Linked DNA regions of Mus musculus: regions 1, 2, 3, 4, 6 and 7 are each linked to region 5. The links are chromatin contacts, called in public ChIA-PET, HiChIP or PLAC-seq and promoter capture Hi-C maps. All regions are on one chromosome and are shown on one strand. The core of a region is the stretch at or near the end of the contact, and the rest is flanking DNA. Distances in the headings are between cores, read along the strand shown.

Region 1 (2,964 bases), core at 309-2,808, 780 kb after region 5:
AGTAACTCTGTAATAACCCTCCACTAAGTGAGTGCTATCTCAATGATTCATCCCAAGATTCTTTAGGTACCTCTGCCATTATCCACACTTTGTAGAGGACACAAGCTGGAAGCTTCAAGAGCTAAATAACTGGACCAGAGTCCCTCAGCTAGGAGGAGGCAAAGTCCTTCTCTCAAAAGACTCACCTGTCCTAATTCAGCTGTGGTGGACAGTCCCTGGTAGAGCCTCCTGGTGTTTCTTATAACCTCTAAGTCCAATTTTCACTGTATCCAAGGACTCCGTTTCAGCCCTTTGGTCCTCTGTCTGCGTCTTCCTTCCCATCCTTGTTTTAGCTTGGGATGTATCTTCTACTCCCAATCAAAATCTTGCTCTAGCTTAGCTCAAGGGCGACTTGCCTTTTGCCCCGATTCCTACATCTGTTGGACGGTGGTGGTTTTCTCTGGGGCCCTTGAGCAGCTCTGTCCTCCAGAGCCCCTGATGCTGCTTGGAGACAGGGTCTGTTGTAGTCTTGGCTGGCCTGGAACTCAGAGATCTTCTTGCCTCTTCTGAGTATTAAAGGCCTGTGCCACCATACCTGGGCTTCCACCTTGCTTTTGAGGCAATGTCTGTCTTGTTTTTGCCCCTGCCCTTTGGATGTGAGCTTTCCTTTGATGAGAGATACTGTACCACCTCCCATCTCCCAGCAGGAGGGCTGGAATTACAGATTCAAGCCACCCCATCCAGCTTTTTCTATGGGTTCTGGAGATCACACTTAGGTTGCCAAATGATTTTTACCAGCTGAATCATCTCCTTGGTCCCCTTCCTTTCTATGTGTTGGTGTTTTGCCTGCATGTCTATGCCTGTGTACCATATGGGTACCTGACTCCCACAGAGGCCAGAAGAGGGCATCAGATCCCATGAAACAAATGGAGTTTCAGACAGTTGCGAACCATCATGTATGCTGTACATGGAAACAGGGCCCTCTGGAAAAGCAGCCAGTGCTCTTAACTGCTGACCCATCTCTCTACCTCTTTTTTGTTTTTGAGATCGATGTCTGCAGTTGGTGTGGAATTTGCTATGTAGACCAGGCTGGCCTCAAACTCACAGAGATCCACCTTCCTCTCCCCCCTCCCCCCAAACTCTCCTCCCCCTCGGTGCTGGGATTAAAGGTGTTCACCACCAAGCCACCATGCCCTGCCCACCCCCGGCTTTTTCTCTTTTATTTTTCTTTCTGGTATAGGAGATCGTGTGGATTCCATGGCCTCACAGATGCCAGGCCAGTGTTCTACCACAGAGCTGTCTTTTCATCAAGCATGGGAGATTCTCGGGGCTCTTATAAGTGGTAGGATTCTGATCCAGTGATCTGGGTGGAGGCTGAGAGTCTTTGTTCCGTTGAGTCTCCCAGGCAGGGTCGATGGATCTGTGAAGACCACACTTTGAGAGGCACGGCTCTGGGTTTGCAGAAGCATAAATGTCAGCTGATGGGTCTGTTGACAGTGACTCAGCACAGGAGTATGCAGACATTAAATAAGCCCAAGGACTGGACTGTATAGATTTCAGCTCGAAGCAGCAGAGGTTGAAACCAACGGCCAAGCTCCCCAGCACTACCAGAAATGCTTCTGGATGTACTCTTGGGCCAAGCAGTGTGGACACAGTGATCTATCCAGGCTCTCTGCCTCAGCCCTTGCTGCTTTAAGTATCATCATCTCAGGGGCTGAGGGTGTGGCTCCTCGGCTAAGAGTATTTGCCTAGCATGTGGGAAGATTTCAAGAACTACTTAAAGTATGTCTGGCGGTGCTCACCCGTGATCCTAGCACTCAGGAGGTGGAGGCAGGAGGATTAAGAAGTTGAAGGTCAACCTTGACTACATAGTGATTTTTGAGGCTAGCCTGAGCTATGAGAAACACAAAATACCCTATTGTCTCGTATTTGGCCCATGGAGAGCTATCACATAGTTCTCAACTTCCCTCAGAATTTGGTCCCCACTTCCTTTAGAAGGGAAACTCCGTCCTTGAAGACTTTGCACCGTCTGGCCCCGCCTCAGTCATTTATTATTAAGCTCATCCCCCACTTACCCCTTGAGCCTTAAATTCAGTGCCTTTCTTCCCCTCTGAAAGGCTGTCATTGTACATTTTCAAGAAGTTCAGTGCCTAACCCCACCCTCACCCCCGTTGTTTTTTTTTTTTTGGGGGGGGGGGCAGATTGCTGCAGTGATACCTTTTATCTGATTCAAGCTTGGCCAGGAACAGCTAGTTTTTCATAGTCATGATCAAGTAGTCTGTGTTGTGTCTTCATTCCGTTTGATTTTGGGTTTTTTGTTTTTGTTTTTTTTGTTTTTTTGTTTTTTTGTTTTTAAATAGTACTCTCAGGTTCACTGTTACTGCCTTATCTTCGGGGCTGCTTTTTCCATGCCCCTCTGCAGTACTGAACTCCTCTTGGACGTGTACCTGTCCTACTATGCTTCACTATTTCCCACCTAGAACAGTTAGTACTCAGCACATAGCAGGCCTGTTCAGTGACTGTTACAGAATAGGTATTTGAAAAGGCAAGAGGTACTCAGAAGTGTCTAGGTAGGTAATCAGGGCTTCAAGGAGGTCATCTCTAAAAGGGGGGACAACACCTAACCAGAAGCAGCAGCCTCAGTAGGGAGTGTTTCTGGGGTTGGTCTTCCTGGAGGGCAGAAGAAGGTATCAGGGACTGGCAGAGGAGGGAGGACGGGACTGTGATACAGTCTATGGGAAGCACCAGAGACATCACGGACCTTTCTCATAGTCCTGAATTGAGACTGGATGTTTCTATACCCCTGAACAGCAGTCACTGGGCACACCCATGAAGGAGGTGTGACCTCAGGCAAGGCATTTTCCATCATTATCTATCTCCAGAGGGAGCCGATAGCCTAAGCCATCTATGGCCAACAGCTCTAGCAGGTAAGTCCCTCTTCAGTCTTGCAGAGGAATCAGATAGCATAGGATAGTGCCTATCATG
Region 2 (3,251 bases), core at 153-2,652, 790 kb before region 5:
GGTTGCTTTCTATTGCAGTGATGAACACCACCAGTAAAAGCAACGTGGGGAGAAAAGGGTTCATTTCAGACAGCTCACAGTTCATCACGAACTCAAGGCAGGGCAGCAACTCAAGGCAGGGACTAGAGGCAGAACCTGAAGTGGAGGCCATGGAGAAACCCTGCTCTCTGGCTTGTTCCCTCTGGGTCACTCAGTTTGTTTTTTATACAACCCAGGTCCACCTTCCCAAGGTTGGCACCACCCATAGTGGGCTGGGTCCTCCCACATTAATCATTCATCAAGAAAATGTCCCCACACTTGCCTCCAGGCCAATCTTATAGAGGTATTCTCTCAGCATCTGTTCCCTCTTTCCATGTGACCCTAGCTTGTGTCCCGTTTACAAACAAAACAAAATAAAGTACAAAAACAAACAACCTACCAAGAAAAAAAAAAAGTAATCAAAACCTAACTAACAAGCACATGGGTGTAAGGGGATATAGCTGCCCAGAGGGAAGCCACCTATGCCTGTGGATCTTGGCTTACAGTGTTGAGTTTTGGTCAGGGAATAAAAGTTTAAGGTATAGCTGTGATTTTTAAATAGGAGGATAAAGTACCATAAGACAGAAAGAGATATGGCCAGGAAAGCAAAGTGAAGGGGAGGTTGCTAAAAAGCAAAGTGGTCCTCCACCTGGAGTACTGAGAGCTGTGTACTCTCCCAGTCCATTTCCTGGCCCAGACCCCTTATTCCTAGCCAATGGTCATCTCCAGTCCTTTCCTCCCAACACTTCCTCAGCGTTCTAGCCACACCAGCCTCCCTCAAATGTTCCAAAGACAAATCCCTTGGACTGATGGTCACTTGGACTCTGCCACCCTCAACCCCCATCACCCTCCATCTTTATTCCTGTTCTCCATCTCTTAAACTCTCAGCTGAAATAAAAATTAGATTTCACCTGTTTCCTTCATTCACATCCTGATAGAGGTTGGAGGAGACGAGGGAGATACAAATGGGGTCTGTGCAAAGGATGGGAAGTAACCTATCCGAAGAGCTCCAGCAGGACAGACAGTTTTGTGTGCATACATGCTTGCATGGTTATATATAAACTACTTAAGGTGGATTGAAGGCGATGTAAGAAGGTTCACAGAACGTAGAGCATTTTCACAAGTTTTGTATCAGAGATATACTTTGAAGAGGAAAAACTGTTTTAAGGTTCTTTTGTTATCCTAGAGCAGAGACTATATAAATACATACTCCACTTAAATGGTGAAAGCTCTAACAGAATGTGGCTCCAACGCTTTTTGCAGGCAGCAATAAATACAAATTTTAACTTGTAAGCCGTCTGGAAAAAGAGCAGTATAACTACCCATAAATCTCCGCGTGGCGCGACGCACCCTGGGAAGTGTAGTCGCATCTGGGGTGGGGGTGGGTGGTTGGAAATCACTTTCCAGAGACACGGCCTCCTCGGCATGGCGGTGCCCGTTCGGAGCGAGTTCGTTTACTCTGTGCTGTGGCCGGGGCGGGGGTCTGGGCTATAGGCAGTAAGTGGGGCTGGGGAACTGGGCGCAGGGAGGGACGAGGGCAGCGTAGGGACGACGCCGGCGGCCTGGGGAGAGACGCCGGGCCTCTGCTGGCAGCGCGTCAGGGGTCGGGCCGCGGGGACGCGCGCCTGGTCGCGCTCCTGGGCGCTGGGCGGCTTGGTGGGCGGCAAGGCCTCTGGAGCGGCGTGACGGGAAGCCAGCCCGCGAGCTAGCTCGAGGCCTGCCTCGCGAGTTCCATTTCTTGAGCTTTTGTTCAGAGGACTGTGTTGGGAAGGAAGAAAACTGCATTTTGGCCATTCCTATCACTTAAGAGAGTGTTCTCAGCGTTTTACCCCAAATGTCCCTTCCCCACACAAGAAACAGAACAGATTCCCGCAGGTCCCCACTTCTGCAGTTGGATTCCTGGGTATGTTTTGGAAGGCCATTGGACTCCATGGCTCTAATGACCAGAGTTTTTCTTCCTCAAGGTACTTACTCCTGGCTCTCTAGTTTAGGGCCAAAGTGCTGAAACTACTGTCAAGATTAATGTGATAGGGTTAAGTCACTGAAACGCTGTGATCTGGTACTGTGTATGAAGGGATGGGGGAAGCTGAGATTTCATAATTGATGAAGGCTCCTCCCCTTCTCTCCCCCCCCCCCTCATTTAGTGATGTGGAATCCAAGAATAGTTATCGGTTCTTGTGGGTCAAGCCCTTTGTACTCAGTAACCTTTCTTTTGTCATGTGACTGGTTTAATTTACCTATGAAAAATACGCAGCCCCATTTTACATAGAAGTAAATGTTAGCTAAAATAACTTGTCCAGGATCACACAGGTTAATCAGGACCCCGTGTAGGTAGGAAAGACAAGTCAGGTCTCGCTTTCTCCAAAACACAAACTACTGTGTTTTCTGAAGAACGATTTAACAAAACAGCTACGCTCGAATAATAAGAGAAAATTGGGGGTGGAGGTACATTTAAAGAATGGAAACATTTATGTAACATATTTTCTTTAAAGGATAGCGTTTAGTTCCACCATGTTTGGGAACCTATTTGAAGAGGATTATTCCAGTGTGTCAAGTAGTCAGTATGGAAGAGGGAAGAAATTAAAGACTAAAGGTTTGGAGCCGCCTGCCCCTAGAGAATTCACCAATTTAAGTGGAATCAGAAATCAGGGTGGAACCTGTTACCTCAGCTCCCTTCTTCAGACGCTTCATTTCACACCTGAATTCAGAGGTATGCTATGTGACATGCATTTGAATAATATGTACCGTGGGCTTTATATGTAATTAGTTATGAAAAAAACATAAAAGAAAACGAATCTTAAGGTGGATTCAACAATATGTGTTTCATTGTTGCAAAGAAAGACATATATTTGCCGTTCTCTGAAGAAAATTATGAAGCTTACCATTTAAAAAATCTATTCTGTGTAGTGATGTAGTGTTTCATAACAACAGCAGCAAAAACAAGGCAAGGTATTTCTAATTCCCATAATTTGAAATACAACATAAAGAGAATTCTCTCATCTTTCTCCAGAGTAACGGTCACTTAAGACAGGGTTACACATGCAGCTTGACTTCTGCAGTGGGAAAAGTTGTCACATTATTTATACACATCCATAGTTACATATCTGCATTTCTGAGATTCAGAGAACTCTGATTCTGAGCTGATCTGTACTGAATTTGTTTGGCCTCAGAAGCTAACCTGGCTGAGGCTTCTTGGGAGTTTTAGTTCTCTCAGGAGTATGAACACTAATATA
Region 3 (3,319 bases), core at 102-2,601, 720 kb before region 5:
CAGGGCACACCACTATGTCAGCTAATCTCTGTATGGTGAAGAGAAATCCAAGAACAAAGATGAAACCCTTTTGCCTCTTTTATGAATGTACAGGTGAGCCCATGAGTAAGCCACTGGTAACCCAGACCCCACCAGGCCTCGATGGCAATTGCTCTTACCCTGTCTCTGGTCAATGTCTGCGCCCTGTTCTTGTGCACGATCCGAATGTACCCAGGTGGCTGGATCCAGGCTTCCCCATCCACCTGCACAGGCACGCCTTCATCCCCCAGGATGGAGATCTTCACTGTGCGACACTTAAACAGATGCCAGACTGTTATTCCCGTGCCAGGAGATTTAAAGCACCCACAGGCCTTGCTGCTCTGAGTGTCTGCACTCCCACTCCTTACCCACAGCCATTTACTTGGCCTCCTTTTCTAGCCTCTGCTCTGTTGCCCCCTCTGCCCCTACTGTTCCCTCCCCACACATCTGGGATAGGTATAACCAGAAGATCTTGGGTACAGATACGGATATCAGGCTAAAGGGGTCAAAGAGTCATGGTCCTTGCCAGATGTAAACATCCCTGGGCAGAGCAAAATCTAACATCAGATGATAAAGCTTCTGCAACTCTTTACAAAAATGTGCACAAAAACAAAAAGGTAAACTTTAAACAGCTGAGTGTTGGGGACCAAGAGAATGCAGGAAGACCCAACAGATCTTATCAGCACTGCACTGTATGTACAGTTACTCCTTCCCTGCACCCCCAAAGTGGGTGGACCTGTACCAGCTCTTCAGTGCTGTCAGAATTAAAGCCAAGAGCCCTGACCTAACTGCCCTCTCTAGCTAACCTCAGAGCTGTCTGTCAAGCCCCGGTGGGCTTAGTCATCGCCACAGACAGATCCATGTCCAAGGTGCACTGCTTCTTGCAGCAGACCAGGCTCATCTGGGCCTTTTCTACCTCAGCAAGACTCAGAGCACTCAGTGGGAGAGGGAGGCAGAGTGGGGCTGCCTCTAAGGTCCTAGTTAGGCATCTCTCTTGGGTCTCTACTGTGAGCAAATCCAAGCATCCTAGGCCAAACCCTGCCTCTCCAAACAGGGATGAGTCCTAGAAGGGGGTGGGCTAGACCTATCGAACAGCATGGCCAGTACCTGGGCAATCCGATGATGCTGTAGCTTAATTACACGAGACACAGCCATCTGCATGCTGCCGAACACAGCAACCACCTCCAGAATCTTATCATCGAATGATGGAGCTGCAAAAGTCTGAAAGGGCCAGCATGAAAGCTGTCTGCCTCACTTCCCCAAACGCGTCTCCCTCTTGCTCTGCTTCCTGTTCTGGGGGTTCTGGTGAGACAGACAAGCCCACACCCACACATGGTACAGTGATGGTGGTAAATGAAGTGCAGGGTTGGGTATCTGTTACCCAGAAGCCCAATGCCTGAGACTAGCCCTCAAACGTGCTATTTATTAGACATGAGCCCTCAGGCAAGTTAGTCATGTCCTCCGTCCTTCAGAGGGAGATGACACTGCTTGCTCCTTAGGAGGGGGAGGTATATAAAATGAACGTGCAAACAGGTTCCAGGTACTTAGAACAGTGGCCTACAAATAAGTCTGCAGTAAGTGCCAAGCTGGCTTTTTAATTACATGCAAACCTTGGTTAAAGCCCGTCAATATCTTCCTATGTTCTTGACATAAACTCCAGACTCCTGCCTTTGGCTTCTACTGCCTCATACAATGCAGGCCCTACAGGCATCTCCCTCCTCCATGCACATATTCCACACTGCACTTGGGGAACTGTTCTCTATATACTTTGCCCCTTCTTGCTTCTGAGCTTCCACATCTCCTTTCTTCTGCCAAAACAGGATACTCTCCATCTAGTGCCTGCCAATTCGGACAATTTAAGTTCTCCTTCAAGTCTCAGCTGCTTCTCACTTGATCTTGTGCTAGACCTGCCTTCTAGACACCAGGCCGATTGGTGAGGGAACCTGTCTATCTGGTCCTCCACCATGCCCACTGTTAGGACCAAGGAGATATCCCATCTAGTCATGCCTCACTGACCTTGCTAAGCCCAGCCCACCCACCTCAAACCCCATACGTACATCATCTTCCTTGGTGCCCCCCCAGAAGTTGGTCCCTCCAGCATAGCTGGGAATGTTGAGGACAGCAATTCCTTGAAGACTCGGGAGGGGAATAGGGCGGCCATCACACTGCGCCGCAGAAAGGCAGATGGAGAGAAAAGAGCAGTACTCAGTATGTGCCAGTTCTTCCTAGCACCAATTTAATATGCTGGGCCTGTGGCAAGGCAAGGCTCCTCAGGGACGATCAGGCAAGGCTCAGTAGAACTCATCTCTAACCAAGGTTGGGAGGTCACCCACCAGGCCAGGAGGCTACCACTCACCTCCAGCAGGACCTTTTGTTCCAGGTTCCTGTAGGTTCTGTGCAGCAGCTCTTTGGTGCCAAGGACACCATACCACATCATGTTCTTAGTCCTACTCCTAGAAACAGAAGTGCCACCTTGGACAGGGCTCTCTTACAATAACCTGAGTTACTGTTATGAAGCCTGGGGACTTGTGCGACCTCAAAAGGCAGCCTGGTTTCTAATTGAGCTAGATTTAAACCCCAGATACCCAGCAAGGGACAGAAGTCGCTTGTCTGCCACACTTCTAGACACCAGGGTCCTGATATGAGGCCTTAGCTCTCCATAATTATGTGACCATCAACCTGACCCATAGATCACATAGCCTCAAGACAGAGCTCCATTTAAATGAGGTACCTAAAGGCCTGAGGGGCTTAGCCAATCAAGCTCTCCTTCCCAGATACTCCTCCCTGCAAAAGGTATTTAACCTTAGGCCCACCCTGAGAAAGTTTCACTGGTCACAACTCTCCACCATAACAATAAATGCTTTAAAACCATGGACTGCCTCTTCTCACTGGGACCTGCTGTGGGGAACAATGGAGCAGGTCTTCCTCTAAAGAGCCATGCCTAATCTAATGCAGGAAGCCTCTCTACATTTTCAGACACACAGCCAACCTGCCCTGACCAAGCCTAGGACACTCTCCCCTCAGGAACCATCCAGAGCTCTCCTCCTGCCCTTTTCCCTTCGCCCCAGGCTAGCGCCAGCCCCTCCAACCCCTACTCAGTTCTCAGCTCTTCCACAACATCAAGCTGCATCTTCAGTGTCCAAGAGTCTGAGAATCTGTTGTCCTTGTCCTCTGTGTGGGCCAGGACACCCGAGCCAACTCCGGCAGTTCCCCAGGGACCTCAGACTGCACTTCCCCACCCCCGGAGCAGGGTTGTGCGGCAGCCTGACACCCACTGACAAGCAGCCATAGCCCTGTGGCA
Region 4 (3,469 bases), core at 638-3,137, 830 kb after region 5:
CACCTGACTAGGCTTTTGTGTGCTCCTTTGAGTGAAGAAGTGGGTCGGGACAATGCTCGGGGAAAGAATCGGTGTGGGAGGAGGTGCTGAAAAGAGAGAGGGCGATTTCCTTGGAGGAGACTAGTGCTTGGACCCCGGGGCTGGAAACCCCTTATGAGACTGTGTGTATTGGGGGGATTGCTATCCTGTGAGTGTACAAGTGGAGTCACGGGGATGAGACTCTGTAGGCTGCTGACTTTCAGGGGCTTAAGGGGTGCGTAAGAAGGTTGTCTGAAAATGTGGGTCAGAAAGAATTGCAGGACACGGAACAAGTCCTGCTCAGTCGGCGTGCTGCAGGTGGGGACAGCATTTTAGACCCAAGTCTCACGGACTTCCTCTCTCTGGCTCTTTTTTTCTTTTCTTCTCACCTGTAAAATGGGATTGTTGTCTAGAAAAAGAAGACACTCTCAGCTCCGGGTGATTCCAACAGCTAGCTAGTATGGTTTGGATGCAGGTAGAGTCCTTTGGGAGTGGTCCTAAGTACTCCAAGCTCCGGGGTCAGCGTTGCCCTCTAGTGGCGATTTTGTGAACAACAGGCGAAGCAACCAGGAAGGCGGGGAGGGCAGCCTCTGTCAGGTCGCCTTCAGCTCAGCATCTATCTGTCAGTGGGAGCCAGGGCGCACAGGACCTCCTGGGCAGAAGGCATGGTAGGTGAGCGGGATACGGGCCCTGACAGGAGCGGCTCTCAGAGTGAGATGGGTGGAAAAACTCTGTGAGACATTTGGGGGTTGTGGGAGAGACCTCTCAGTTAGTCAGTTTATTTCTGTCATTTTTCTGATGACTGTCGTCTCAGCGCTGCTCTCTTGAACCTGGGCTGTCACCTGCCCATCCCCAGCTCCTCTCCGTGAGAGTTCCGAGAGTGAGAACTCCAGGTCTAGTAGGTGCAAAGAATATAAAATATTTAGACTGGGAGTGATTCAGGTGACAGAAAACAGAATCAAATTTGGGTCAAAGTACAGTTTTTTAGCTTTTTCACTCCTTCACTTAACCCCTACGGTGGCTTTCTCTTCACACCAAGGTCACACACAGCGTTCTGTATGTCAGGTCTGCCATGTGTCGATGCTTTTTGTGGATTAAATACCGGGATCTTGCACCTGGAGTTGGGGAGGTCAGGTCTGCCCTGGCAGTTGCTTTAGGAGCCCCGGCTCTTTAAAGACCAAGCAATACTGCAGTTGCACCCACTTTTCTGAGGTCCACATCAAGTGGCTCTCCTGAAGTCTGTCTTAAAAGGGAGACAGCCAAAGGAGATAGCCAAGCGTTCTTGGAAAAACCTGGCATTTCTTCAAAGATTCCAGTAGATTGTAAAGGGCCAATCTTATCATTTAAAAAGTATTTCATTTGTGTGTGTGTGTGTACTTGTGCATATATACTGTTTGCATGTATGTGTGTAGAGGATAGAGGATAACTCTTTGTTGTTGTTGTTGTTGATTGGTTTTTTGTTGTTTGTTTTTGTTTGTTTTTTAGACAGTGTCTCTCTCTGTAGTTCTAACTGTCCTGGAACTTGCTCTGTAGCCCAGGCTAGCCTCAAACTCACATGAGACCTGCCTGCCTCAGCTTCCTTCGCGTTGGGATTAAAGCTGCGCACTACCACTGCCCGGCCAATTTTATTATTTTCAAGGTTTGCACTCCGGATACTCTGTAGTTGAAATGCACTTTAGTGGGTGGCAGATGCTTTCTTTCCCAGTGGCATGTGACTAATCAGTCCTCTACAGTGTGATAACTTAGGACAGAGCTGGGATTACCTAAATGACTTCTGGGTATCTCCCCCTTCTATCCTACAGACTCCTCCCTGCCTCAATTGTTCCATCTTTCCTGGAGCGCTCTCCCCAAATGCTTCAAGGAGCCCCCTGGTCTGCAATATCAGTGAGTTCAAGTGGCCCTATCAACCTGAGGATCTGAACCTTACCGATGAGGCCCTGAGGCTGAAGTATTTGGGGCCACAGCAGATGAAACAGTTTGTCCCCATCTGTGTCACGTACCTGCTGATCTTCGTGGTGGGCACTCTGGGCAACGGGCTGACCTGCACCGTCATCCTGCGCAACAAGACTATGCGCACGCCCACCAACTTCTACCTCTTCAGCCTCGCTGTGTCCGATATGCTGGTGCTCCTGGTGGGCTTGCCTCTGGAGCTTTATGAGATGCAGCAAAATTACCCGTTCCAGCTGGGTGCGAGTGCCTGCTACTTCCGAATACTGCTCTTAGAGACCGTCTGCCTAGCTTCAGTGCTCAATGTCACAGCCCTGAGTGTGGAGCGTTATGTGGCCGTGGTGCGCCCACTCCAAGCCAAGTCTGTGATGACACGGGCCCATGTGCGCCGCATGGTGGGGGCCATCTGGGTCCTCGCTACTCTCTTCTCTCTGCCCAACACCAGCCTGCATGGCCTCAGTCAACTAACTGTGCCCTGCCGGGGGCCGGTGCCCGACTCAGCTATATGTTCGCTGGTGGGTCCCATGGACTTCTACAAGTTGGTGGTACTGACTACCGCACTGCTCTTCTTCTGTCTGCCCATGGTCACCATCAGTGTGCTGTATCTGCTCATTGGGCTGCGGCTGCGGAGGGAGAGGATGTTGCTCCAAGTGGAGGTCAAGGGCAGGAAAACCGCAGCAACCCAGGAGACCTCCCACAGAAGGATTCAGCTGCAAGATAGGGGACGGAGACAGGTGACCAAGATGCTGTGTAAGTCATTGTTGAGGAGAAAGCTGAGCTTCCTCCAGTCTGGGGAAGGAATTGAGCTTCCAGGGTATTGTTTGCTTGCTTGCTTGCTTGTTGTTGTTATTGTTTTGAGAAAGGGTTTCAGGGCTGGTGAGATGGCTCAGCAGGTAAGAGCACTGACCACTCTCCTGGAGGTCATGAGTTCAAATCCCAGCAACCACATGGTGACTCACAACCATCCGTAATGAGAAACTAATAATAATAATAATAATAATAATAATAATAATAATAATAATAATAATAAAACAAAAAAAACCTATGGGCCAGACTTAGCAGGGACCAGAGCAAGTGGGGCTTGGGGTGGAGGGAGCGAGGCCAGAGAAAGACAGAAAAGGGAAGAGGGAAAAAAAGAGAGAAGGAGTTTCTTTGTGTAGCTCTGGCTGTTCTAGAACTTGCTGTGTAGACCAGAGATTCACCTGCCTCTACCTCCAAAGTACTGGGATTAAAGGTGTGCACCACCACTACCTGGCTCTCCTGTCTGCTTTTCTAGGACCGGAAGATAGTGAGCTGTAGATGCAAACTCTAAGCATGATGAAGATCAAATCTCTTCTCTGTCCTTGCAGTTGCACTGGTTGTGGTATTCGGCATCTGCTGGGCTCCATTCCATGCTGACCGTATCATGTGGAGCCTGGTGTATGGACACTCAACGGAAGGCCTGCACCTGGCCTACCAGTGTGTCCACATTGCCTCTGGCATCTTCTTCTATCTCGGCTCAGCA
Region 5 (3,329 bases), core at 158-2,657:
AAGGGCTGCAGGTATGAAGCTAGGTATTGCAGGGCCTATGACAGGAGACCAATGGATCTCTATCCTGCTGGACTCTGCTAATAAGCAAGGTGGAGAAGACATCAGGTCTTTTCTCAAGAAGCAGAGCTCACTCAGCCACCATGAAAACCTAAGGAAGAGCTGGCTGTACAACTGGAATCCCCATCCCAGTACTTCCTGAGTCTGCACCTCTGAACTCACTGTATTGAAAACCTGCAGCTTCACCACCTATCAGTGAGTCCACTTTCCCTTCACAGCTCATGCTCAGCATTTTACACAGTACCTCTAAGTATTGCAGAGCGTGATGTGGTCCTTCCGGTCCTAACCACTACAGAGGTGAGATCGATGGCTCAGACTGGAGGACTTTTGTACTGTCAAACAGCTGGTGGGCTTAAAACTAAAAATGTAGGCCTTTGAATGATAAACCAGATTTGATCACTACAAACCATAGAGAGGAGGGAGCACTGCAATCTACCCAGGGATACAATTCTTGTGAAACACTAACTTAAGTGGGGCTAGATGAAAACGAAAATTACTTTTAAATGCTAAAAGATTTAATCGTTAGGAGGGGAATGTTCTCACCCCCCCATCCCCCACCCCAACACATATTTCTTCTCTGTACTTCCCAACTGTTCGCTGCGGGAATTGGAGATGAATGCAGGGGTGGGCAGCCACTAAGAGTTGAAAGACAGGGACGGGGTGGGGGATGAAGGGAGGGTGGTGGTCGGGGAGGAAGCAGGAAGAATCTCAGATGAAAAGCATTCCGTACTCGAGAGGCCACAGTACTCAGCGCGGCTGCCCCATTACCTCATCGCAGCTGCCCAACTCTACGACACGGGCTCTGTTACCGTCCCCGCTTGCAGAAGACAAAATCGAGGCTCGGAAGGGAGAGGTGACCTTCCCAGGACGCCGAGCGAGTGCGGGAGGGAAGCCGCGTTCAGAGAGAAGGCAGCAAGGCTGCGGAAACACCCGAAGCGCTGAGGTCCCGCCCCTCCACGCCGCCGGCAGCCCGCACCCACCAGGGCGGGGCGTCCGAAAATCTCCTTCCGGGCGGCGCGGCCTCCCCTCCCCCGGCCCGTGCCGCGCCGGGGTCCAGCGGCTCAGGGGTCCCGGCGACCTCGGCCGCGCTCTCCCGGCCCCGTCGGGCCCGCGGGCGCAGGAAGGCTCGGGCTGCGGCGGCCCGGGAGCGAGCGGCTCGGCTGAGGGCGCGCCCGGCCCCGGCGGGAGCGGTCCCGGGGGACGGTTGGGGGAAGGGGCCCCGGGGTCGGCCACGCGCCACTCACGCGTCGAACTTGTTGTTCATCCTCTTGCCGCCGCTGTCGCCACTGCCTCACGGAGTGACTTCCGCTCTACCGGGTCCCATCGCTAAGGGCCCGGCTACTTCCGGTTGGCTGGCGAGGCGCTCAGCGGAACGTCAGTGCTCAGGCCTTGGGCGGGGCCTCTTTCCCGGACGGGTGGCCCGGGACGACAGCGCTTGTTCCGACCGGGGCTGTCTTGGTGTGGCTGCTTGCACTGAGCATTGTCTACGCAGGCTGCCGGCCATCCACTTTAACCTCCCCGTGGATTCCAGGGGGAAAATGTCAGGCATAGTAACCTTTAGTAAATGGTATTCTCTGGCAGTTGATCCTTTGCTCTTGGTGTTTGGAGAGGACGAGAGAGCACTACAAACAAACTTGCAATTCTGGCTCTTGGGAAATGGCAGCAGGAAGATCCAGACCTGCCTAACCAACATAGTGAGTTCGAGGACAGCCTGGGATACATTAAGACCTTCCCTATATATTGGGTGAAGTGGGGGGTGGGGGGAGTCGAACCAGGGTGACAAACTTACTGAGGACCGAGATGGTCTCACTCATCATTGCCTCCTCAACTGAAGTCATTGTCCCCACACTCCTAAGGACTGTCCAAAACCACATCACATACACAGGAATAAATTCCCTAGTTGGTGATGTAACTCCAGAGCTATGAGGCACGCATTTTCCTGACCCATCTGCTGAACATATTACATTGTTAGATGTTTATTTTTAATCACCAGAGAGGAGGGGTAGAAATTGATGTTCGTGCCTGTATTTACAGGTGAGGAAAGTGTCCCAGGACTGGCCCGTGGTTGTCCCCTGGTCACTCAGCAAGGTCACGCTTTTTCTCCTCAGGAAGACCTCAGGGGATCATCCTATTGCCTGGCATGTAAGGGAGGCTGAGGAAGCTCTCCTGTCACACCCAGCCCAGTGGCTTTGGGCCTAGCCTTGCAAGTACTCTGGCTTTTGAGAAGAGAGAGGACGAAAGGAATTTGCAGGGCTAGGAGTCTTTCTTACAGTGTCTGAGATTGGATCAGAGATGGAAATTTGAACCCTATAAAGGAGTGTTCTAGAGAGTTCCTCTTACTCTGGACCCCAGCTTGCTCATGTGAAATGTGGGTCAGGTGAACAGGGCCTTTTTTTTTTTTTTCCGAGACACGGTTTCTCTGTGTAGCCCTGGCTGTCCTGGAACTCACTCTGTAGACCAGGCTGGCCTCGAACTCAGAAATTCACCTGCCTCTGCCTCCCAAGTGCTGGGATTAAAGGCGTGTGCCACCACTGCCTGGCTTTGTTTGTTTTTTATTTTATTTTATTTTATTTTATTTTGAACAGTGCCTCTTGACTATCCATACTGTGAAGAATTTCTAACAATGGGGGGGGGGGAGATAGTAAAACTCAAGAAATCCTTTGTGATCAGTGGGGGTGGGAGGAAGTATTACATTAGACGAATGGGACGTACTGCTGAAGGTACACATTTGTGCTGTGGCATCTAGAAGAACCTTGCTAGTTAAAATGGGTTACACTTTTAAAAATTCTAGACCTCATAAAAGCCAAGACTCTGTACTTAGATCCCACACCCCTATCTCCATAAAAAAAAGGCTTTTTTTTTTCTATCTTGTGTATATGGGTGTTCTGTCTGTGCATATGTCTGCACTATATGCATGGGCGTTTTGCAAAGCCAGAGGAGGGTGTTGGATCGCCTGCAACTGGAGTAACAGATGCTACATGGGTGCTGGAAACCAACCCAGATCCCCGGGAAAGTAGCCAGTGTTCCTAACCACTGAACTATCTCCACCCTCACCCCCATCCTTTTTTGAGACAGGATCTCACCATGTACACTGACCTCAAACAGATGGATTTGTCTCTGCCTCCCTAGTGCTAGGACTAAAGGCCCCACCACGTCCAGTTCATGTTCTCTGCAGTTAAGAGAGTTCCCCACATCCCTTACGAACCTTCTAGAGAAAGTTCACATAGGGAAGATGTTGGAGCTGGGAAAACAGCTCAGTGGTTAAGAACACT
Region 6 (3,319 bases), core at 143-2,642, 850 kb after region 5:
CACTCACAGCTCATCTTCTTGTCTCCTCCCGAATGCCTTTAGCTTGCTCTGCTTGGAAATATCTAGAGTCTTCCTCACACCACCCTTCCTACCTCTCTACCCAAGAGTCTCCCTTGGTTCCATAATATACAGTACAAGGTGTGACCGGTCTCGCTATAAAGACAATGCCCCCACACCACAACTCGGGTTCGCCATCTCCTGCCCTGACAAGAGCGCACTGGTGTGTAGCTGTGGCTGCCCTCCACCGCGTTGGGAAGGCCGTAGTAAGTAAGCATCACACAGTGACTATTTCTACTTATCTCCAAAGGCCCGAGTTCAGATAAAAAAACTTGGGGACTCAACACATCCCACTCGCATTAAAATCTCCCGAGGTTGAAGTCAGGTATGATGGCATATGACTTTAATCACAGCACTAGGGAGGCAGGGGGATCTCTGAGTTCAAGGCCAGCCTGGACTACAGCGTGAGTCCCAGGGCAGCCAGGAATACACAGAGAAAACCTGTCTCATAAAATAACATCTCCTAGGTCGGGCCAGGCGTGCCGATACAGGTCGAGGCTAACATGGTCTACATGTGTGCTCTAGGACAGTAAAGAATAAAGTCCTATCTCAACTCCGGACGAAAACTCCACAGGTCATTTCTAGTGGATGTTGTTAGCTGATGAAGGGCGCCTGTGTGCTATGCTTGGAACCAGTTGGTTGCAATCCATTTAAAGCAACGCCAGACAACTCTCTCGTTCCCCCCGCCATGGAGGGAACCTGTGAGCGTGGTCACAGGCGGGCCGAGTACTTCTCCCCACCACACCAGGAAGTCACCTCTCTGAACCTGGAGTTATACCTACCGCGAGAGGTCACCGACATTACATGGATCGCTTGTGCACTGCTCGTACACACACACACGCACAACTGCTTTTATTAGGAGCTCTCAGGAAAGCGGGGACTCGCATCATAGCCAAGAAGCCGTTCGCGACTCCGCGGAGAACAGGCCGAGGCCCGCTCATCAGCCCGAGGGAACCCTAGGCCTTCCGGCGTTCTTCAGCAGGACCACGCGGCGCGGGGGAAAGCACCGAGAAACGCCCAGACCACCTGAGCATCGCCGCCCATGCTGCCTCGGAACACCTGAGGGAATCCGGGCCACGCCGCCACCTACCCGCGCCTCACACACAAGCCGCGCCAAACTCGCCCGTCCCACTGCGCAGGCGTGGGGAGAGCCCGGCGCTCAGGAGCATTCAAAGGACCCGCACACTGACCAGTCAACGTCCGCCTGGGCCCAAACGAGTCCCGCCCTCAGGAGCAGACGTCAGGCCCCGCCCCTAAGAGCCCCGCCCTCGTCAAGCCTTAGGCCCGCCTCACGCTGCCCCGCGTTAAGGCTCGCGGTTGGCTCCGGGGACGGACGCGAGCTCTGGTTGGTGGAGCCGAAGTCACGAGGACCCCCTTCGTCGCCTTTCCAGAGGCGATTACTGGGCAGGCTCAGTCTTTTGCCTCAGACGCTAGCTGTAGCTGGCAGGCGGTTGTACGTGCTCCAGAGTCGTCGGTACCCGCTACTGCAGTCGCTTTCGTGTGGCTTCCGCTGAGCTCTTCCGAGCTGCTCGCTCTCCACACGCGCCGCCGCCGTAATCCGCCACCATGGTGAAGCTCGCAAAGGTAAGAGGCCTTGGCGCGCCGACGCGGACGACTAGGCCCCTGCTTTCGGAGGGACGCGCGCGCGCCCGCCCGTCCGTCGCGGAGGGGAGGAGGGCTTGCGCGCAATCCCGGGCGCGTTCGAGGGCGCCATGCTGGGGGGGAAAGTCTCGCGCGACTAGCGGGAGGTCTCGCGGTGCTTGCCCTCTGACTTAGGGGGATGAGAAGAGCGGAGGCAGGTTTCCGGGAGGGCGATATCGAGGGTTCGGATGTAGCGGGCGGGAGGGGACGGTGTGAGGAGAGATCGGAGGAGCTGAGAGCGGATAGGGGCACGGCGTGGGAAGAGAGGGCCAACCTTAGGCGGCGAGCGGTCCCGGGGCCCCGCCTCCCCGCGCACGTGCTCTGGTGCGCGGCCCGCCACGTGCTCTGCGGAGCCCCGCACGTGTCGCGCGACCCGGGGCAGTGGGGGAGTGTCTGTAGTACCCCGGAAAGGGGGACGGCAGCGTGGGGATGGATGGGTGGCCCGGCGATCTGCTGTCTCTGCCGGTGACCGGGATGGACACGTGGTGGACCCCTGAGGTGGCGGCGTGGTGACTCCACGTGGTGGGGCTGGAAGCGAGAGAAAGTGGGAAGCAGTTGGGTTACGTGGTGCTGCTTTAAGAGGTGATTTCGAGATACCCCCTTCCCCAGCAAATAACTTAAAGGGATCCCTTTAACTGGGTTTTTTTTTTTTTTTTTTTTTTTTTTTTGTGGAAGATGCCAGAAAATAGATGGCCACGACTAGGAGACTTTATAACCTGTGGCTGTTTCTTGGTGTAGAGTTCTGTCTGCTCAGTTATCTGTGAGAAGGAAAAAAAAATTATGCGCGGTTCGCAGAAAAAACTGCCAGGAGAATGCCATGCCTGGCCAAGAAGAAGTCTTTATGCTTGTGTCCTTTAGTAAGAAAAAGGTGGTGGCCAAAGGCAAAGTGACTGAAAATGCGTGCAATTTTTGTGTGCGTTTGTAGGCTGGCAAAACCCACGGTGAGGCCAAGAAAATGGCTCCTCCTCCAAAGGAGGTGGAAGAGGATAGTGAAGATGAAGAAATGTCAGAAGATGAAGATGACAGCAGTGGAGAAGAGGAGGTAAGAAGCTATTTGCAGCAATAAACCGGTGGAATTGAATGTCTGGAAGTCTTAGAAATACAGGATATGTAGTAAATGGTTGAATGGCAAGCCCCTTCCTCCCTCCCTCCCTCCCTCCCTCCCTCCCTCCCTCCCTCCCTTCCTTCCTTCCTTCCTTCCTTCCTTCCTTCCTTCTGCAAGACAGTCGGCAAAACAGGGGACAGAAACAGGCAGAATTTTGAGTTCCAGGCAAGCAGGGAGTAGTACATAGTGAAACCTTGTCTCAAGACCGTTGTTATGGTCATGCTCAATCAGATTTCTTAGAAAAGCTCAGGTGCTGAGTCCAGTTTTTTTTTTTTTAAAGTATTGAAAGCCATGTCTCCTTATTTCAGGGTTTAATGTTTATCTTTGTGTGTGCGCGCACCCATTAAGCATGCTTGGTACCCTCATACTAGAATGTACTTGGATCCCCTGGAACTGGAGTTAAAGCCACATGTGAATGTTACATGTTACAAGAGTAACACATGTGCTTAACTTTTGAGTCATCTCTCCAGTTCTTGGTTGTTTGTTTTTTTTTTTTTAAGCCTATCTAATGTCCAT
Region 7 (3,358 bases), core at 386-2,885, 730 kb after region 5:
AGCTACGTGAAAAGTTACACCTTTGTAGACCATTCAGGCTGGAACTCAGAGCTAGGCCTGCCTCAGCCTCCCAGTACTTTGATTCAAAGCATGTGACCCCACACCCATCTGTTTCCGGTCTCTTCTTAGGGTAGCTATTGTTAGGTATATGTGCACTATTTGCTGGGTGTGGTGTAATTCAGCACCCAGGAAGGATCAGCGGGATGCATTCAAGGTTATATTAAGGCTAGGGCTACCAGTGGGGTTAATGTTGAGAGAGAACACACTGTAGTAGTTATTCCTAAGGATGCTGGTCTGGGATGCACTCAATCTCACTTCACCTCTTGAGGCTTCTCTCCTCTGGAGATGCCACAAACCCGTGTCTTTCTCCACACACCCTCTATTCTATGACTGTCCCCACTGCTGGGCCTCCCATTAGATTCTTTCAATCCAAATATACGCTTGGCGACAACAGTCCACAAAAGAGCTTCCTCCAGAACACATTTTTTTGACCTTTTAAAAGAACCCACCTCCTTCCCAGGGTCATTAAGACATCCTTAGTTGAATATTCACCCAGGGGCCACTCTCCTCGTCACTGCATGCCTTTTGTGCAAAAGCTGTACCCAAAGAGAAGCTTAAACATAAGGAGAGGTACATCGGAAGTAGTGGCGCACGTCTTTTCTCGTAGCACTTTGGATACAGAGGCAGGCTGTTGCTATAGTTAGAGGCCAACCTGGGCAATCAGGGGAGACCCTGTCTCAAAAGTTAAAATAGAATCCCACAAGGAATGGGAACCGGGTGGTTAGGTTTTTTTTTATATTAACTCGTCAAGAACGATGGATTCTATGTCTCGAACGAGAGTTTCTCTCAAGACACAGAATAAGGTACCGGTGAATCTAGTCAGCTCCCCGAGACTCAAAAACAAGTTGAGTGCAGACCTTATTATAATCAGCCAGGAGGTGCAACCCAACTGAAGACACACTTAGGTCGAATACATCCTCCCAACGAATTCACACGATACGTGGAAGCCCGTCAGTCTCTACACTTAGAAGAAGAGGGCAAACACGACTCTGGCTGTGCATGTAGGTTAGGAGGGTGCAGGCTTCGAGGATGGACACAACGAGAAGGCGGCTGCGCCAAGGTTCTGCACGCACGGGCTGACTAGCAAACCCATGTCAGAGTGTGCACAGTCGCCCACTTCCCCCGTCCTTGGGTGCCGTGGCCAGAGGCAAGACACGCAGCCCGCGCAGCTCGAGCAACGACGGCTTTTGTTGTACCAGCTTCGAGGCGTCCATCACACAAACGCCGCGAACGTCGGCTCAGGAGAGGCGACGGAACGCGAAATGGCGGGCAGGGGCGGGGCAGAGCAGGGCGCCCATCCTCAAGTACGGGAGGGGCGCGCCTGTTTCTGCGCAGGCGTGCGACCTGCACGCGCCCCCTTTTGCGCAGGCGCCCGGTTGGGGGCGTGTCTTTCTTTGCGCAGGCGCCCAGCTCAGCGCGCGTTCCCGCGTTCCCAGAGGCGCGCGGGGACACAAAGGGCTTTAGGGAAAACGCGGAGCGCGGCCGGGGTTCGTGGAGCGGCTTCAGGTCTTGACGACCTGGAACGGATTTTCGGCGCAGGAGCCGGGCTCGCCGGAACCGCGGGCTTGGTCCCTCCCTACGCTCCCTTCCCTTCCTTTCCCTTTCACCTCCTTTGCCTGTTCTAACGGCCTTACGGGACGCATCGGGTACACAGGGCGCAGGCGCGGGTCGCGCCGGGAGGATGAGCATCCTCCATCTTCTCTCCTGCGACCTAAATGGCGCGGCTGGCAGCGTTTCTGAGCCTGTGGGGACCCGCACGCCTGCTGGGCAGCCCATGGCGCCTCTTGCTTCCCGAGTTCTCTACCTCTCACGGTCCCCTTGAGCACGGAGATGGTAGCTTAACCCTTTGTAAAGTGCCTGTATCGCGATGTGAGACTCCCATGGATAAGGCAAAGGCATAGAAGTTACCGAACTGACCCAACCTTTTGCAAGGTGCTATTTGCAAATTTGATTTGGGAATGCCTTTGAGCAACAGAAATACATTTTCTGTTAAAGAGACATTTCACCGAAGGCGGTGACAAACCATTTTTAAAAGTATTTTAACCATAACCTGTAAGTATTCTTTCTAGCAGTGGAGGCAAGAGAGTTCAGGGTCATTGAACCCTAGTTTAGAAACATGTTCAAAAAAGGAAATAAAAGCGGTCCGGAGAAAGATGGCTCAGTGGTTAAGTGCACTTTTTACTATTGAGGGCTAGCATACTATTCCCAGCACCCACAACCAACCATCTTGTTACTAATCCCAAGGGATCAGAGACTGCCTTCTGTTGTTTCCCTGAGCACCAGGCAAGAAAGTGGTGCATAGATAGGTACCTGTGCAGGGAAAACACCCATACACATAAAATAAAAAACATCTTTTAAAAATAAAATTAGGGGCTGGTGAGATGGCTCAGTGGGTAAGAGCACCCGACTGCTCTTCCGAAGGTCCGGAGTTCAAATCCCAGCAACCACATGGTGGCTCACAACCATCTGTAACAAGATCTGACGCCCTCTTCTGGAGTGTCTGAAGACAGCTACAGTGTACTTACATATAATAAATAAATAAATCTTCAAAAAAAAATAAAATAAAATTAGGCCAGGCAGTGGTAACACGCTCCTTTAATCCCAGTACCCGGCACAGGCAGGTGGATCTCTTAGATCTCGTAGTTCAAGGTTTGGTCTACAGAGAGTGGTCCAAACCTTGTTCAATCCCCCTTACCCCCCAAAAGATACAATTAGCTGGTATGGTTTTGTTTTTTGTTTTTTCCATTAATACAAGCGTTTAGGAAGCAGAGTCAGGTCTCAGGTAGAGGTCAGCTCAAAAGAAATAAAAATTGTTATTAGATACTCCTATAATCCCAGCACTCAGGAGACAGAAGCAGGCAGATCTTGGTGAGTCTGAGGACAACCTGGTCTACACAGCAGGTCTGTACAACCTCTACACACACACACACACACACACACACACACTCCTGGGCTAGTGGTCCTGGGTTGTATAAGAAAGTGGGTTAGGCTGGGCGTGGTGGCGCACGCCTTTAATCCCAGAACTCGGGAGGCAGAGGCAGGGGGATTTCTGAGTTCGAGGTCTGCCTGATCTACAAAGTGAGTTCCAGAACAGCCAGGGCTGTACAGAGAAACCCTGTCTCGAAAAAAAAAAAAAAAAAAAAAAAAAAAGAAAGAAAGAAAGAAAGAGAGGAAGGAAGGAAGGAAGGAAGGAAGGAAGGAAGGAAGGAAGGAAGGAAGGGGGTTAACCGGGCAGCGCATGCCTTTAATCCCAGCACTTGGGAGGCAGAGACAGGCAGATTTCTGAGTTCGAGGCCAG

Evidence for each region. Promoter capture Hi-C pulls out the DNA fragments that hold promoters and counts their contacts. ChIA-PET counts read pairs in DNA pulled down with a chosen protein or histone mark. HiChIP or PLAC-seq counts read pairs in DNA pulled down with a chosen protein or histone mark.
Region 1: a FOXA1 HiChIP or PLAC-seq map of pancreatic cancer cells shows a contact between it and region 5. The contact joins the enhancer-like site here to the promoter of Eif4e2 in region 5. A contact is called at or near these places in 7 of 39 promoter capture datasets (the 3T3-L1 cell line, 3T3-L1-derived adipocytes, embryonic stem cells and 4 more), 4 of 484 Hi-C or Micro-C datasets (CD8 T cells, the G1E-ER4 cell line, cortical neurons and 1 more), 11 of 115 datasets of contacts at active chromatin or transcription factors (astrocytes, embryonic stem cells, extraembryonic endoderm stem cells and 6 more) and 1 of 9 other capture datasets (embryonic stem cells).
Region 2: a promoter capture Hi-C map of liver shows a contact between it and region 5, with 6 times the contacts expected there. The contact joins the promoter of Usp40 here to the promoter of Eif4e2 in region 5. A contact is called at or near these places in 10 of 39 promoter capture datasets (the C10 cell line, the HPC-7 cell line, cranial neural crest and 6 more), 2 of 484 Hi-C or Micro-C datasets (both in CD4 T cells), 3 of 115 datasets of contacts at active chromatin or transcription factors (astrocytes, large pre-B cells and memory CD8 T cells) and 1 of 9 other capture datasets (liver).
Region 3: a contact with region 5 is called in an RNA polymerase II ChIA-PET map of memory CD8 T cells, with 7 read pairs. The contact joins the enhancer-like site here to the promoter of Eif4e2 in region 5. A contact is called at or near these places in 1 of 39 promoter capture datasets (liver), 3 of 484 Hi-C or Micro-C datasets (CD4 T cells, the G1E-ER4 cell line and the HPC-7 cell line), 2 of 115 datasets of contacts at active chromatin or transcription factors (large pre-B cells and memory CD8 T cells) and 1 of 9 other capture datasets (liver).
Region 4: a promoter capture Hi-C map of pre-B cells shows a contact between it and region 5, with 3 times the contacts expected there. The contact joins the promoter of Nmur1 here to the promoter of Eif4e2 in region 5. A contact is called at or near these places in 7 of 39 promoter capture datasets (the 3T3-L1 cell line, the C10 cell line, hippocampal neurons and 2 more).
Region 6: a contact with region 5 is called in an RNA polymerase II ChIA-PET map of memory CD8 T cells, with 9 read pairs. The contact joins the promoter of Ncl here to the promoter of Eif4e2 in region 5. A contact is called at or near these places in 1 of 39 promoter capture datasets (pre-B cells), 1 of 484 Hi-C or Micro-C datasets (CD4 T cells), 4 of 115 datasets of contacts at active chromatin or transcription factors (acute myeloid leukemia, bone marrow-derived macrophages, memory CD8 T cells and 1 more) and 2 of 9 other capture datasets (adipose tissue and liver).
Region 7: a promoter capture Hi-C map of hippocampal neurons shows a contact between it and region 5, with 4 times the contacts expected there. The contact joins the enhancer-like site here to the promoter of Eif4e2 in region 5. A contact is called at or near these places in 3 of 39 promoter capture datasets (the 3T3-L1 cell line, cranial neural crest and hippocampal neurons), 4 of 115 datasets of contacts at active chromatin or transcription factors (embryonic stem cells, extraembryonic endoderm stem cells and stem cell-derived neural progenitor cells) and 3 of 9 other capture datasets (adipose tissue, embryonic stem cells and embryonic tail).

The regions. Positions count from the first base shown.
Region 1 is chr1:86,436,620-86,439,583 of GRCm38.p6, reverse strand. All of the region lies in intron 1 of Gm32700 (a long non-coding RNA gene), which reads left to right. Among named protein-coding and RNA genes, the nearest start is that of Gm32700, 3.4 kb to the left of the region's middle. Within about 2 kb of position 1,558, at least 44 of the 459 cell types and tissues checked have an H3K27ac peak or open chromatin away from gene starts, as enhancers often do. A contact at or near this core is called in the G1E-ER4 cell line and pancreatic cancer cells, where this site is marked.
Region 2 is chr1:88,006,702-88,009,952 of GRCm38.p6, reverse strand. Usp40 (ubiquitin specific peptidase 40) reads left to right here and starts at 1,402. Exons shown (of 32, transcript NM_001198573.1): 1 at 1,402-1,515; 2 at 2,511-2,728. The coding sequence starts at 2,530.
Region 3 is chr1:87,933,258-87,936,576 of GRCm38.p6, reverse strand. Dgkd (diacylglycerol kinase, delta) reads right to left here. Exons shown (of 30, transcript NM_177646.3): 20 at 2,375-2,471; 21 at 2,076-2,183; 22 at 1,126-1,239; 23 at 159-293. Among named protein-coding and RNA genes, the nearest start is that of Usp40, 74 kb to the left of the region's middle. Within about 2 kb of position 1,351, at least 63 of the 459 cell types and tissues checked have an H3K27ac peak or open chromatin away from gene starts, as enhancers often do. A contact at or near this core is called in the G1E-ER4 cell line, the HPC-7 cell line and memory CD8 T cells, where this site is marked.
Region 4 is chr1:86,386,559-86,390,027 of GRCm38.p6, reverse strand. It overlaps Nmur1 (neuromedin U receptor 1), which reads left to right and starts at 1,887. Exons shown (of 2, transcript NM_010341.1): 1 at 1,887-2,715; 2 at 3,315-3,469. The coding sequence starts at 1,887.
Region 5 is chr1:87,211,992-87,215,320 of GRCm38.p6, reverse strand. Eif4e2 (eukaryotic translation initiation factor 4E member 2) reads right to left here and starts at 1,407. Exons shown (of 7, transcript NM_001039170.1): 1 at 1,302-1,407. The coding sequence starts at 1,321.
Region 6 is chr1:86,357,528-86,360,846 of GRCm38.p6, reverse strand. It overlaps Ncl (nucleolin), which reads left to right and starts at 1,392. Exons shown (of 14, transcript NM_010880.3): 1 at 1,392-1,641; 2 at 2,624-2,740. The coding sequence starts at 1,624. It overlaps C130036L24Rik (RIKEN cDNA C130036L24 gene), which reads right to left and starts at 1,263. Exons shown (of 2, transcript NR_015507.3): 1 at 840-1,263.
Region 7 is chr1:86,485,743-86,489,100 of GRCm38.p6, reverse strand. No RefSeq gene overlaps it. Among named protein-coding and RNA genes, the nearest start is that of Gm41907, 15 kb to the right of the region's middle. Within about 2 kb of position 1,635, at least 406 of the 459 cell types and tissues checked have an H3K27ac peak or open chromatin away from gene starts, as enhancers often do. A contact at or near this core is called in adipose tissue, embryonic stem cells, embryonic tail and 3 more, where this site is marked.